Linked DNA regions of Sus scrofa: region 2 is linked to region 1. The links are chromatin contacts, called in public HiChIP or PLAC-seq maps. All regions are on one chromosome and are shown on one strand. The core of a region is the stretch at or near the end of the contact, and the rest is flanking DNA. Distances in the headings are between cores, read along the strand shown.

What was found. HiChIP or PLAC-seq counts read pairs in DNA pulled down with a chosen protein or histone mark.
Region 2: a contact with region 1 is called in an H3K27ac HiChIP or PLAC-seq map of alveolar macrophages. The contact joins two enhancer-like sites. A contact is called at or near these places in 2 of 5 promoter capture datasets (fetal liver and liver), 19 of 47 Hi-C or Micro-C datasets (alveolar macrophages, blood, embryonic fibroblasts and 8 more) and 2 of 2 datasets of contacts at active chromatin or transcription factors (alveolar macrophages and skeletal muscle).

The regions. Positions count from the first base shown.
Region 1 is chr12:16,904,388-16,912,181 of Sscrofa11.1, forward strand. The region is part of intron 2 of KANSL1 (KAT8 regulatory NSL complex subunit 1); the gene reads left to right. Among named protein-coding and RNA genes, the nearest start is that of KANSL1, 6.7 kb to the left of the region's middle. Within about 2 kb of position 4,869, at least 8 of the 83 cell types and tissues checked have an H3K27ac peak or open chromatin away from gene starts, as enhancers often do. A contact at or near this core is called in alveolar macrophages, liver and subcutaneous adipose tissue, where this site is marked.
Region 2 is chr12:17,094,955-17,102,748 of Sscrofa11.1, forward strand. It overlaps MAPT (microtubule-associated protein tau), which reads right to left. Exons shown (of 11, transcript XM_021066819.1): 11 at 3,305-7,330. The coding sequence ends at 7,115. It overlaps KANSL1 (KAT8 regulatory NSL complex subunit 1), which reads left to right. Exons shown (of 15, transcript XM_013989925.2): 15 at 177-1,958. The coding sequence ends at 404. Among named protein-coding and RNA genes, the nearest start is that of MAPT, 110 kb to the right of the region's middle. Within about 2 kb of position 3,572, at least 12 of the 83 cell types and tissues checked have an H3K27ac peak or open chromatin away from gene starts, as enhancers often do. A contact at or near this core is called in alveolar macrophages, liver and subcutaneous adipose tissue, where this site is marked.

The sequences.
Region 1 (7,794 bases), core at 3,619-6,118:
CCCCACCAGCTTACAGGTGGTACAGGTTGCCTTCTTCTAGAGCTAGATTCTAGTGTGGCTAAGATTGTTTTGTGGTATCTGCTCTGTGGAATTCCAAATTAATGCGGTGAATAAATCAGAGGTTAATGCAGTCTCTATAAACTAAATATTTGGATTGTGGGAAATTTTTAGGTAATATAGACCGAGTTATCATCTTCATTTGTGTTCTGACTGCTATTGTTGGAATAAGGAGAGCTTATATTAATATGAAGGAAGCCAGAGTGACACAGTTTTTCCAGCTACTCTCCCTGTAGAGTTGGAGGGTTGCATGGGGAACCAAGCCAGAAGTCCTGAACCCATATGAATTGGAGGACCGTGTACAGAATATTTCTCTTTGGTATTGAGTGTTTAGTGCCAGGACCTGGCAGCCTCTGTTACTTTTAGGAAGAAGGCAAGGGGATATCAACAGTACTAGTCCCTAGAAACCCAAGGAACTGGGGATCAATACGTTAGATTTTATTTTACAGTCACCTTGGTTTTAACTAATAAATTAGATACATAGAGGCCTGCTTTTCTATGCATGTATCTGTAGCTATGATAGCTATAGCTATGTATAGTGATTAAAATTTTACCTCTAAACCTCTGAACCTGGGATAAGTTCGACAGTAACCCTTGAAATTGTAGCAAAGGCCTGTGGCATGACAGGAATACAGAGTGAAGGCAGTGTCCATACCCTGTGAGTTATCACTTGTTAACTACTTGTTAATGATGTGGCTGCCTTAACTTATTCTTTGATCAGTGGAAGACCTCTTTGAGTCTAAATACATTTTTTATTTGCTAACATTTTTCCTCTCTTTTATGACTTAAAAACCTTTAAAGCTGTAATGTTTGGTTGGGCAAGGGGAAAAAGGAGCTTTTTAAGGATAAGAGGATGGCATTGAATTTGCAGGATGAAAATAAAAGAGAAGGAACTTTTTTCAGTTGTGAATACTTCTAAATTTTCTAAATGTGTTTTCAGATTGCAGCTACTTATTTTTATGTTAGAAAAAAGGTATACTCTGGAGCCAAATACTCATTTTTATAGTTCTTATGCTTTGTTTCTTATCATCTCATTCATAATGAACTCTATCCGGCATTACTCAAGGCTAGACCCAAAGTGTGTGCTGTTTTTGTTTCCAGGCTTAGAGAAAATAGTGCCAATACTCATCCTTTTCAAGAACCAAAGTACAAAGGAAACATAAGAAAAACAACTCCAAAAAAACTCCTCAATTTAAGGCACTCTTGTTAATTATGGATTCCCAGGAAATTAGTTACCCTTTTCTTTATATCATGGGTCTGCAGCTTCTTTATTGCTGGGCCATGACTAAGCAGTATCAGTGATGTTTGATGTTCTTAGGTCAGTTGTCAGGATTAGGGCATGGATGAGATGGGAGAAGAACAGAGAGGAGGAGAATTAGGTGCATTGGTGAAGGAGCAAAGAAGATGAGATGGAGAAAGGAGATGGATGTCCTTGGTGTGTGATATGGTGCTGCCATCAGCTGTCTCAGATAGCTCTTTGGGACTGCTGGTTGCCTGTGTGCTAGACTGAACTGTAATGAAAGCAAGTAAAAAGTATTCTTGACAAACAAAAGATGAATAAAGATAATTCAGTGTATAGGAAAGACCCAAATATACAGTTAAGTAAAAAAGATCAAATGTGCGGGATATGTTACCTTGTGTTCTTGAAAAGGAGGAAAGAAATTTGTATGTGATTTTTTTTTTTTTTTTTTTTTAGGACACACTGCAGCATATGGAGTTCCAGGCTAGGGGTCCAGTGGAGCTACAGGCTCACCTACACAGAGCCAAGAAGCGGGATCTAGCCAGTCGCTACCACAAGTCATGGCAATGCTGGATTGTTACCCACTGAGCGGGAAGATCGTACCCGCCTCAGGTTCCTGTGGATTCGTTACCACTGGCCAACAATGCGGACACCAGTATGGCTTTTGATATGCATTAAAAAAAAAAAATTGTGGGAGTTTCGTTTGCTCATGGTTATTGAATCAGATGTATCATGAGACATGGGTTAATTCATGCCTTGTCGTGGTTAGGATTGGTGTTGCCATTGTGTGGTTGCAGAGTGGCGGGATCCATGTTGCCTGCTGTGCGTAGTGCCAGCGGCTACAGCTCGATTCGCCCCTAGCTGTAACCTCCATATGCATGTGTGGCCCTAAAGAAAAGACAAAAAAACCAAAAATGTAGAAGAATAACAAGAAAATGGTGACATTGATTATCGTTAAGTCTAGGATGGCAGAAGAACGAGTGGAAGGAATTTTTTTATTTTTTTACCTCTGTGTTTGTATCAAATAAAGATTAATACAAATTAAAAAAACCTTCGTCTTCTTCTTTTCTTCTATGTCTGGAGTAAGAATTCAAGGGCCACAGGAGCGAACTGAAGTGCTTGAAGGAATGCACATACAAAGGGCACTATAATGTAATCTAGGGCACATATTCTCCTAGGATGTTGAGGAATTTTGAGTTTGTAGATGTATATTTCTAGTATTGAATTGCAAGGTCAGGCATTAAAAAATTTCACTTGCTCTTAAAATGCTAGTAAAAAAAGATTTTCATTGTTTATTCCCTCAAGTTGGCAATTAGATACACTGTCACATCTTTGGTTGTGTGATTTGGGTCAATTTTAAGAAATTTTAAGAAAATCTCTTTGAGATTCAGAGTCCACCTTTGTTTTTTGTTTTTTGTGGGTTTTTTTGTCTTTTTGTCTTTTTAGGGCCGCACCCCAGCGTATGGAGGTTCCCAAGCTAGGGGTCTAATCGGAGCTACAGCTGCTGGCCTATGCCAGAGCCACAGCAACGCGGATCCTTAACCCACTGGGATCCTTAAGCACAGGGATCGAACTCGCAACCTCATGGTTCTTAGTCAGTTTGGATTCATTTCCGCTGCGCCAAAATTGGAACTCCCAGAGTCCTCCTTTGTCCTGGAAATAAAATTAGCATTTACATATCCACAGCAATAATAGGATTGTTGTGGGTATTATATCTGCAAAGGACATGGTGTCTGGCTTAGTGAACTACTACTGGTATTAAAATAATTACTACAGATAGCAGTTCCTGATAGCTGGTGATAATAGTGAGGGCTCGGCTGATGCTGGGCAAATTTCTTGACCCCTTAGAGACTTGGTGTCCTCATCTGTAAAACGGGTGTAATTCTAGTACCTAGATCCTAGGGTGGATTTTCTAAAGACTAAATGAGTTTGTTGATGGGAAATGCTTAGAATAATACTTGGTATGGGCTCAGTAAACACGAGCTGCTAATTTTCTTCCTGACATCTGTTTGCTAGGGCTGCCATAACAAAGTGCCACAAACTAAGTGGCTTAAACAACAGAAATGTATTTTCTCCCGGTGCAGGAGGCTAAAAGTCTGAGGGCAGGGGCATTCTTCATCTGAAGGTATGGGGCAGGATCTCTAACCATTCTTCTAGTATCTGCTAGTCCCTGGCTTGTGGCAGCATAACATAGAGTTCCCCCTGTGTATATGACTTTTTTTTTTTTTTTTTTTAATTTCTCCTTTTTCAGAAGGACAATAGGAGTGCCCACAGTGGCTTAAGAATCTGAATGCAGCACTCTGATCCCTGCAGAGGCACAGGTTTGATTCCCAGCCCAGCACATGGGTTAGAGGATCTGGCATTGCTACAGCTGTGGCTCAGATTCAGTTCTTGACCCAGGAACTCCCATATGCCATGGGTGCAGCCACAACAAAATAAATAAAAACAAATAAAAAGGACAGTAGTCATACTGGATCAGGGCCCATCCTGATGATCTCATTTTAGCCTGATTACCTCTGTAAAGACACTTTCTCCAACTAAGGTCACATTCTGAGGTACTAGGGGTTGGGAGTCCACAGTTCAGCCCATAACAACATCCATTAGCCTTGTCAGCCCCACAGATTCATATCTGGGTAGCAGACTTCACAGCTAATGGAATGAATTGTGGCAATTGTCGCATATTTAAGAATAGGTTTTTCTTTAGTTTCTCAACATTTGTCTTTTTTAAGTATTTTTTATTTTGGTAGTTCTCATGGTGCAGCAGAAATGAATCTGACTAGTATCCATGACGATGCAGGTGCAATCCTTGGCTTAGTGGTTAAGGATCGTGTTGCCTGAGTTGGTGTAGGTTAAGACTGTTTGGATCTGCATGCTTGGCTGTGGTATAGGCCGGCAGTTGTAGCTCTGATCGACCCCTCCGACACCACATGTGCACCCTATGCACCATATCTGCGAGTGTATCCTAAAAAAAAAGTATTTTTTATTTTTTAATTGAATATGTTGATTTACAATGTTAGTGTCTATTGTACAGCAAAGTGATATACACTGAATCACTTTTTCACATTTTTTTCTTATAGTTTATTACAAGATATTGAATGTAGTTCCCTGTGCTGTATAAGACCTTATTGTTAAACTGATTGTCTCTAATACATAGATTTTTGTTATTGGCACCTTTAGATTTACATAAAAATGAAAGCTTTAAGAAGGTAATGTTTTCTTATTGAGCTATCTGTAAATTCTATCTGGAAAAGTTAAGGTCAAGATATACCATCAGTTCTCTATGTCTTCATGCTTTGTAGAAACTGATGGAACTTTTGGGATTTCCTTACTATGTAATTTTAGGCCAGGTATCTGTCTCTAGGGTTTGGGAACTAAGGATACTCAGTAATATGGAATTAACACCCCCTCTGCTTGTGAATAAAGAGATGTTTTATATTCCAGTCAGATGTCATATTTGAGAAAACTGGCATGGTTATCCCTCCAACATTAAAACTCTCTGAGGGGCTAGACTGTATGGGTTATTCCAGAAATATCAGGCCTTGAGGAAGTCCGGCCTCTGGCCTAACTACTTGGCTGGCCTTCTGCTTCCATTCCCCTCGCTACTTGCCTTTAGGTAAAGTTCAACCTTTTCCCACGTGGGCACAGAGACCCATGATGATCTGCCTGCTTCCCGACCCTTCTGTTTTGTTTTTAATTCTTACTTTTCTCCACTGGCCTGTATGCACTTTCGTTTCATGGTTTCCTCTCCTGAAACTAGTGTAAGACTTTAAAAAGTTGTCATTTAGGTAAACATTTTTCTAAAAGTTATTACCTGCTTTCTCTGCCTCCTTAAGAAGCACTGAACAAAAAAATTTATCTTTTAATAATATCCAAAATTACGGAAGAGCCTCACTATGCCCATCACTTATGTACTGTGCCAAGAGGCAGTGAGGCTTGGCCGTTGTAAAATATTACCTGTGTGGTTGGGGATTGCATGTATTACGTGTTCTCAGGCTCGTCTTTATATCCTTTTGTCTTTTTGTTATTACTTTCTTGATTCCTACCTTAGTGGTCAGGCTATTACTGGCCTTGTTCTAGTTTCCAGCAGCTCTCTATTTTAATGCCTTCTTTCTTGGTAAATTAGGATACCAGTATAGTTAAGTGTGTATAAATTATTTGCCAGAAAGAGTAAATAGATCTTTAATGATGGCTAGAGGGACTTTTCTTTCTTTCTTTTCTTTTCCTTTTTTTTTTTTTTGTATTGTCTTTGCCTTCTTTTCTTCCCAAGCAATTTATTTATTTATTTGATTTTTATTATTCCATTATAGTTAGACTTTTCTTGGATAAAACCTTCTATGGAAGAATGGTGTTGGATAGTTTGGTTTTGATAGTCTGATGTAATGATGTAGTTTTTGCCTGTGTGCATTTTATGGAGAGGAAAGTTCATTGCTTTCATCAGACTTTTACAGTGGGTCTGGGACTGCTCTAGATAATATGTGTTATAAAATTTCTTGCTAGTTTGTCCTCAGAGACTAGTTCCTAAGTTCGTCTGCTTTCTTCCTGTCCTGAAGTGAAGGAGTTCATAGTACTGGGAAACTGTTTGGACTGTGGGAGGGAGGGCCATTCTGTTAGGCCAGAGAGAGTGCTGACCAGGCTGAGGCAGAGCACCAGTGCTAGGGGCTGGAGTTGGGGAGAGAAGTCAGGTCGTGAGCAGGAGAGCAGTTCTGGGCATTGTTGGCTGGTTTGCTCCAGAGGACGAAGAGAGTAGCCATAGTAAATTCTGGAAGCTCAGAGAATATATTCAAGTACTTGAAGAAATTGAAAAATAAGTCTTTGGAAAAAATTATTTTTATTCTGAACAGTCTAGTGATGTTAGTTTTTGCTAGATTTTTCTTTTCTTGCTTAGAAATCATCTTGTGAAATATTTGCAGCCTAGATCATAATTTAATGAGGTAGCCAGATAAGAGTGAAAACAGGAGTAAAAGAATTAAATAAAGAATATAAATTGGAGTTCCCGTCATGGCGCAGTGGTTAACGAATCTGACTAGGAACCGTGAGGTTGTGAGTTCAGTCCCTGGCCTTGCTCAGTGAGTTAAGGATCCAGTGTTGCCGTGAGCTGTGGTGTAGGTTGCAGATCCCGAGTTGCTGTGGCTCTGGCATAGGCTGGCACCTACAGTTCTGATTGGACCCCTAGCCTGGGAACCTCCATATGCCGAGGGAGTGGCCCTAGAAAAGGCAAAAAGAAAAAAAGACCAAAAAAAGAGTATAAATTAACATTATAATTCTGAAAGCATCTTACTACCTAGAGTTGGAGGCTTTCTTCAGAAGTTACACAGCTGCCTTGCTTACAAAGGAAAACCCTTCCCCCAATGACTTTGCTTCTTAGGTCATGGAGCACAGAATCTGTCAGGGAAGAGACTTCCTGGGCCCAATCCTGTCCCTGTCTTTGTTTCTTCTCACACTAGGTCACCCCTCTTGTCTCCTGAGCTATTTCTCCCCACTAGTAGGGATCTCTGGCTGCCATTTGTCCTTTTTCCCAACCCATTTTCACTCTTCCATTCCTATTGGCTCTTGGCCCTCGGCTTATAAACACAGTCAAGTCTCCTTCACTTTTAAGAACACAAACCCTGGACTGCACGCTGGTCCTTTGGTCCGTGAATTATTTCTCTAGCTTCTACCTGTGTTCCAGTGTAAGTGCCTGAACAGAGTCATCCCTTCCCTGCCCTTATCCTCTGAGCCGCCTTGTGGTTTCTGATGCTGTGGACTGTTCCCTCCTGGCCTCTTGTCTTCATTTCTGCAAAGCACTGAAAGGTTGTGATACAGAACCTAGACTCTGGAGCGAGACTCCTAGATTCGTATTTTCAGCTATGCACTTACTGTATGCCCCTCCCTGTGCCTCAGTTACCTCATCTAAAGAATGGGGAAAATAGTAGAATATTAAAATAATGGCACTTAAAGAGTTCTCTGGTGGTTTGTTGATTAGGACTTACTTGTCACCATTGCAGCCCAGGTTCAATCCATGGTCTGGAAACTGAGATCCCACAAGAAGCTGCGCCTGCCGTGGCCAGTTAAAAATAAAAGAAAGACATTAAAAATAATAATCATGCACTTACCTTACAGGACTGTGTGGGAGATATGATTAATACATGAAAGCACATAACATAAAAGTACAAATGGTAACAGTAAAGTTCAAATGTTGTGAGTGCTGCCTTTCTGTCATTGCTGTCATCTCCGCTGTTTTCTCAGTTTTCTTTGCAACTTTTTTTCTTTCATTGTTAATTACCTGACCTCTCTTCTCTTAGCCTATGCAGTTCTGGGCGACATCATTTTGTGTCTCACTCCAATATAGTCTCACATCCATTTATTGATGGTTGCAATGTGTTTTTCTCGCTCAATGTTCTTCTGATCTCTGTCCCGTACAACATTCCACTTGATGTTCCATGTTCATTTCACAATGACCCCATCATCTACTTCCCCTAGTCCAACCTCTTCTATCTTTATGACCTAGTGAGTGGTCC
Region 2 (7,794 bases), core at 2,322-4,821, 190 kb after region 1:
ACAAGGGGCTGTTGTATATGAAATCCACCCATTGTTAAAGGGTGCCCACTCTGCACATCCTTCCTCGACCAGCCCAGGAACTCTGGAGAGACTGGCCGTGGATCCCAGTCCACATGACTTGGGGCAGGAGGCAGGCGGGGACTGGGTCCTCACCAGAGCGTCTTGTCTGCCCACAGTCTGTCCAGCCATGGGAGCGGCGAACCTTCCCCCTGGCGTACAGTCCCCAGGCAGAGTGTGAGGACCAACTGGATGCACAGGAACGGGCGTCCCGCTGCACTCGGCGCACCTCAGGCAGCAAGACTGGCCGGGAGACAGAGGGGGCGCCCACCTCGCCTCCCGTCGTTCCCCTCAAGAGTCGGCATCTGGCGGCAACAGTCACAGCTCAGCGTCCAGCTCACAGATGAGTGGGATCCGAGCATCTAAACAGACTCACAAACTATTGGCATTAAAGCTTCAGAAATCTCTGCGTTTGATATTCAAACATCATATGCCGAAAATTTTCACAGTTTTTAGTGAATTTAAGGAATTTAGATTCTACTTTTTTTTCCCTTGTTTTGATTTTTGTTTTTGTTTTGGTTTCCATGTTTTATCGTCACACACCTGAGCACTTCCTCCAGTTGGCAAACAGAAGTTCAGGATGAGACCTTGCTGACCGGGTCCTGGCGTCCTCTGCACTGTTGAACCACTGGACTTGGCCGTGTTGGATGATCACCCCTCTCCCTTGCACCTGTGGGCAGGGTGGGACAGCCAGGTAGGCAGAGGGAAAGGAACCGCCAGCTCAGCACGGCCACCTCGGGTGAGGCTGGGAGAGAACAGCGTGTTCTGGGCCCTTCCCCTTCCCCTCTGTGGCTTGGCTCAGCTGTGGCCTCCCGGCGGGGTCCCCTTGGTCGTCGGCGCTGGAGCGCCCCTACCAGAGCCTCTTGGCCCAAACTGCCAACTGTTCTCACCCAGGTCTCAGCTGACAGAATGGCTTCCCCTTGTCACCCAGATCTTGGAGACCTACTGGGTTTCCTCTGCATTTGGTCATCCCTGTTTTGACTCCTTACCTGCAGTAACCTGGCTGCGGCCACTCAGGTTCTCAGTCCTGCCCCTTGGTGCCCTCTCGTCTGCTCCCTCACTCTGCACACCCACCCATACACGCCAGTCCTTCCCCATCTGGTCTCTGGAGGTAGGGTTAGGACTGTTTAACCTCTCTTCCCACACCTCTGCAGATGCTGGGGGTCTGGGACATGAGCAGCCGTCTCCCCTGTACAATTCTGTTTTCTCTGACCGAGTCATTTGGTCGTATTTCCTCCCCATCCAGTTCCCTGTCAGAGTCAATCAGGCCCTTCTTCTTTCGAGCTCCTTTGCCTGTGGAACACTGTCTGGTCCTACTGTGGTTCCCATCACTCCCCACCCCCCACCCCCCCAGGTTAACCTTGTGCCTGTCTCATGAATGATCACATCACCAAAAAGGGGGGCAAGAAGGACTTTTTTTTTTTTTTTTCCATTTTGTAATCGTATAAAAATAGTAGACAAACTGCTTAATGGTCGGGGTTTTTTCACAATTTTCAACATTAGTGATTTTTTTTTTTTTTTGATTCTGTTTGCAAGTTAAAGGTTTGTCATTGTTTCTTTAAAAAACAATAATGCACCATATCCCTATGCATAAAGTGCTTCTTCTATTTATAAGGTTGAAAATTCTGAATAACCCTTTTAGCATTGTAAAAAAAAAACCAAAAAAAAACAAAAAAACAAAAATGGAAAAAAAAAACCCTTGTATTTTGTAAATATTTTCTTTTCCTGCTTTGAGCTGTGTATTGGCAGCGGAACATGTAGCTGTCTTTGTTCTATAGAAATGCTTTTCTTCAGAGAAGCTGATCTTTGTTAATGTCTTGATTCTGTTCGCAAAGCACAGACTAGTGCTTAAAAAAAAGTAAGGAAAAATTGAAAAAAATAATAAAAAAAAAGTTACAGAATGTGGTATACCAGGCCTTTCTTGACGCTGGACATGTAATGGGGGTGGCTGAGGAGCCAGCCCTGCTGAAACAGTTCTCTAGGTCCTCTGACTTGCTCTGAACCTTAGCACCTGTCCATTCTATCTTCTGGGCACCTGCTCAGAGCCTGTCTCCATTCTTTCTTCTGGGCATCTGGCAGGGTCTTCTCGTGGTCACCAGAGGGAGGATGTGGTTTTCGTGGCGGGGGCTGGGGGTTAGGTAAGGGATGCCAGGAGGAAGGGGGGGGTCTTTGTAAATCATCTGTTTTCCTTTTTGTTGGATGAAAGTAATTGATCCATTGCTCTTAATCTCACTTGCTCTAGTGAGGCTAGCACTGTAACATTTTTATCTATTCTATATTGTTCTTTAATGGAGATCTCACTTTCCACCATTGACCTCTTCTGGGGTTGAGGTCAATGAGGATGTATATATTTTGCATGGAGCCTGAGCTGGTTCTCAGCATCTTTCTCCTGCGGAGGCTAAGTGCTTGATTTTCTTTGCACAAGATGAGTAAGTGAGCAGGTCTGGTTCTCTCTTTACTTCCTTTTTTCCTTTTCATGGCAGTGGAAGTGAAGCAGCCAGTGAGGCTGCCCATCCTGGCCATGAAAGCTATGAGTTGTGAGGTAACATTTCTGTTTGGCTGCCCTGTTGCTGCTTCTGAAATTGCAGTTAGGATCTGTTCTACTTTCATTTCTGCCTGCAGTGCCTGAAGGACATGAGGAAGAGCTGAGAAAAGTAACATTTTGAAACTGTTCATAAAAAATCAAAGGACTCAGTGTTACAACCTTGACCTAATTACTAAGGAACAATAATTAATATGGCTTTTTTATTTGTAGCATCACAGGGGCTACCTGGTTTCCCTGCCTTGATCTAGCAGACACTGTGCAATCTGCAGTAAGGCTCAAAGGAGAGAGGAAAGCAGCTCTGTAATCTAAGCCATTCATTCAGCTGATTGGCCGTGTTCTGCTTGAGCCCCAGGCCTGTAGGCTAATTTCCAGGGATAAAGAGATCTCACAGAGCCACACCAGCCTTCTCGGGTTTGAATACAGGGGTCTGGGTTTTCCAGACTGACTGCAGCCTTGTGAACACAGCCACAAGAATATTGCCGTTTGAGTCTGACCAGGGTGGTTTGCCAGCAGCAGAATGGGAGACTCAACTGAAAATGAACAAGTCTGAGAGCCCTTTCACTTTCAGGTCCCCGGAGCCAGCTGGTAAGTCCCCGTGTCCAGGTTTTAACAATATTATGATTTCCAAGAAGGCTGGGAGAGGACTTGCAAATCATACATCCTATAGCATTTTCTGATCCTTTGAATCCATGCACAGAGATCTTATTTAATCAGAGTAATAACTTTATTTCCAAATTCACTTTTACAGTAACAGTAAGTGTAAATCATTTGTTAAAACACACAGCACACCATATGGACATTCACAGACAGGAAGCTAAGCTAAGATGGTTTCATGTCCCTCCCCCCACCCTCAGTATTACCAAAGAAATCATGGGACTTGCAAGTGCCAGAAATTGTCCTGCCCAACACTGCAAATTCACAGGGCTAAGTCCGTTGGGAGGTGAGACTCAGTCCGTGCCCAGGGTAATAACCCTTTTCAAAGCTAAAGAGAAAGCAGAAGTCTCTTGGAGCCACAGAGCTGTAGATGGGACAAGCTGATGTCCTCCCCTCTCTGCCCTCATCCCCACCTCTGCTTTCCTTAGGGAACAAAGATAAAAGGGGGAAGAGATCTCAGCAGCTACAAGAAGGACAGGCTGCTGTCCAGAGCTGGTGAGAAAGGTGACATGGAGAGGCCAATAGCTCAGGACCGGATGCCGGCATCTTTGGGAGGCACGGTTGAGTGCTTGGGACTCTGCCAAAGAAAGGGCAGCAGGCCAGAGCGACCGAATCTCCAGATTCCTCCACCAGCCTCACTGCCTGCACCTGGCCGGCAGGGAGACGGGAACTAGCTGGCAGCGTATGGCACCTATCAGCGAAAAGGCGAAATCCCAAGGACCCCTAGCATGAAATCATGAAGCAAAGGGTTACTAGGCCTTGAACTGCTGCACTCCCCTGTGCCCAGCGGTAACTATCTTACAGGTTCCACCCCCCTCCCCCCAGAGCACAACAAGCAAACAGGATACAGTCTCACCACTGAAGTCAATTTAAATGGAACTATTGATAAAGTATGTGGAGAGCTTGAAGGAACCAGGCGTACAGCATATCCTATGTACCCCACCCAAGGGACACTGGAGGAAATGGGGGTGGGGAGTGCCTGGCCCTGGGGGATTGTCCTCATTATTTAAGGTTACAAGCCAGCATCCCTTTGCCAACTCCCTGCCAGCTTCGAACTGATCACCCTAAACCCTGATGTTTAGACTGATGACCAGCAGCCCATCCACCAGCCCTCTGAGGAAGGTCCCGGAAACAAGGTACCACAAGGCAGGGCATAGAAGCCGCAGGAAGAGGTGCAAGAAGAAATGCAGCCAGAATCGGCAGCAGTAGTGAGGCTGGATGGCTAACAGCTACCAAGTCTTTGCACTACATTTCCTTCTGCTTCCTCAGAACCCTTCCAAGACCAGCTGGGACTCAGGACAGAGGAAAGCCTGTGGGATATTCTGGGCCCAGATGATCCCTTGCATAGAGAGTTATGGCTGCAAATGAACCATCCAGCCCCATAGGGCTGCCTTTAACTGTACCCGAACCAGAAGCAGCAGAACTGCCCGAGGTTGCTGATTTTCTTTAAACAGCGAATTTCTAAACTGCCAGAGGCTGCTTCCCGTCCCCCTGGGAGGAGATGAGTCTGGTGCAAGGTCAGCAGGAGCTCTGGCCAAGGCTTTGGAAACGGTGTCTCCGGACTCATCACCCTTCCTCGCTCAGGCAGCTCAGGCCACTGAGATGAGTCCAGGGCAGGCAGTCCATCCCAACCCCCGCTGTGGCCGCAGGGCCCTGGGTGAGGAGGCCTGGCCATCCTTCCTGAGGGAGAGCTTGGAGCGGGACCCCAGGCTGAGGTGGCACTCGTGACACGGGGAGTTCTAAGACCCTCTCCTGGCTGCTGGGGGCCTCCAGGCTGTGATCAGAGAGGCATCTTCATGCTGCAAACTGCCCTCTGCCTGATGAAGGGGAGCCCTGGGGGTGGGGAGGAGGCAGCAGAGCGTCCGTCCTTGTCCTGTGCTTCGGGCCTTCGCAGCCGAGGGTTCTTACTCGTCAGACTCTGGACTGTTGGGTCCCAGAGGCTGACAAAAAGTCTTTCGATGCAGGGCAGAGCCACACTGGCCTTCTGGATCCGAGTCCCAGCTGGAGGGGGAGAGACATCTAGAACTCCCTTGAGGGTGGGTTAGAAACCTCTTTACAAGCATTTCAAGATACATGCGTCCTTTTTTTTTTTTTTTTTTTTTCCCCTTTTCACTACCATAGTCACTCTGGTGAATCCAAGCACAGACAGACAAATCCGACTACGACGCGACAGGGTGCAGACCGGGAGGGAGGGGTGACATCTATGTGAATGTTCAGCTGCTCCAGCAGGACAGACAGCATCACTTCCAGCTGGGATGGGAAAGAACCATTTCCGAGGGGGCACGTTTCCCTTTTTGGGGTGTGGAGGGCTGACTATATACATGGGGGGTAGAGCAGCGGCCGGGCTCTCAGAGGCTGGCAGTCACAAGCTGAGGCAGAAGTGGGGATGGAGGAAGCCCGGCCTGGCCCTGAGGGCCTTGCCTACCTGTCCCAGCGCCATCTCTGGCATCCAGGGCAGCCGACCCGCTGCTAGCTCAGCACGGGAGGGGGGCCAGGCTTCTGGGAGGAAAGGCTCACCAAGTCAACGAGTCATTGCGAACCCCACCCTGGCTCACGTCTGGGGTGGGGGCAGGGAACCGAGTAAGGTCATCAAGGGTCACTGTGAGGGACGTGCCAGCGGGATGCTTCGAACAGAAGACTGAGGGCCCCCACCCAGTGTCCAAACCTCGCCCTCCTTGACTTTCCCCCTCGATGCGGAGATGCCTCCCCATCTAACCACGTCCATTACTGAAGTGGGGGGGGAGGCTGGGAACTCGGGACAGTGACATAATGAGGGGAACAGGCAGTGACTGGGCTCCGCACAGCAGACACACAGGCAGGGCAGACAGGTGGCTGCTGCAGTGGGCGTGGGAGGGGTGAGAGGCTCAGGACCCCCCTCCCAGACCCCGCACACTCCAGAGATGCCACAGGCCCAAGCCTGGGAACAGGCGGACGTCCCCCAAGAGGCACAAGTCCTTACAAAGAGAACTGGTTAGCCCTAAGGTCCCAGATCTGTGAGGTGGCCAGAATCGTGGCTGTGGTTCCAACCTTCAGAACTCAATAAAACAGGGCTTCCTGGGGCGGAGGGAGCCCCTCAGCTCAGGACCCCCATCCTGCAGGGAGGGAGGAAGAGGCCACCACTGGGGACATGGAGCCAGTGGTCTTGGAGGAAGTCATTCACAGGATGCCACCCTCCGGCCCACTGTCCCTTCAAAGGCGTGGGGGCGGGGCTCAGAGCCCTCCACCTCCAGGCTGCCCTCCAGAGGGTGGCACGCCCACCATGGCAGACACCAAGCCACCTCCTCCCCTGTGCCCTTCCTCTCACACCCTCCCCCTGGCACAGTCCCCTCCGCAGCCTCTCCCGGCCCTGCAAGCCCCCACCCCATCCTGCTCCAAAGGTCGCCCTGTGCCTGTGCTCCACCAGTGCACCAAGTTTCCAGTCCCTTGCCACCTCTGAAACCCCCCACCCAGGACGGGCCCCAGGAGAGGTGTCCCTAGGCCCTCATGAGTCCCCAGAAGCAGCTTTCAGAGCCTCTCCCCCTCCCTCTTCCACTCAGAGGGGGGTAAAAAAAATCAAAAAGTAATTGCCCAGGGAAATTCTGGGTGTGGCCATCTTTTTAAATGTTTTTAAAAATATTTTATTATGACTGGCCCACCCATCAATTTGGAAAGATGAAATCCGCTCTTATTCCCGTCACTGATTTGGAAGTCCCAAGCCAGAGCTGAGTGACAATGCAGGTTAAGTGATTAACCGATTAACCGATCTGTGAGGAGCAGCTGGGGGAGGGCAGAGGGCGAAGGGCCAGATCATTATTCTTTTTTTTTTTCCACACTCTCACTCTCCTCTCTCTACGATTACTGACCGCCCCGGGGCCCTGATCACAAACCCTGCTTGGCCAGGGAGGCGGACACCTCGTCGGCGAGCGTGGCGAGCTGCGGGGAGTCCACCATGTCGATGCTGCCGGTAGAGGAGACATTGCTGAGATGCCTGGGGGACGTGTCCCCTGACACCACGGGCGACTTGTACACAATCTCCGCCCCGTGGTCCGTCTTGGCTTTGGCGTTCTCGCGGAAGGTCAGCTTGTGGGTTTCGATCTGCAAGAGAGGAGCGGGGGGAAGGTGAGGAGGGGAGCTGGGGACCGTGGGTGGGAGGCAGCCCAGGTGGCGACCATGATTTCATCATTTCCCAACAGCCAACACGGGTCCAGGGTGCTGGTCACTCGCCAGCCAGCCGCCCAGGTGCCCACTCCAGAGGCATGACCAGTGTGAGTGTCTTGGGTCCCCTTCCAGAGAGGCCACACATGCAAACGTGTGTGTGAGTACAGAGAGGAAAGAGAAAAAAACCACCTATAATCCATATGGTAACAACACCCACGTGCTTTGCACTTTCCATCCCAGGTAACAGCTCCCTCAGCTGGTTGACCCTGCGGAGGGCTGTGTGGTTTCCCATCGTAGCAGATGTGCCAAAATGTATCTAGTCCCCTGTGGGTAGTTAACTGAGGTTGTCCCAGTCTCCTGCTCTCCCAGACAATGCTGTGTATGAGTAACCTTGAATAACC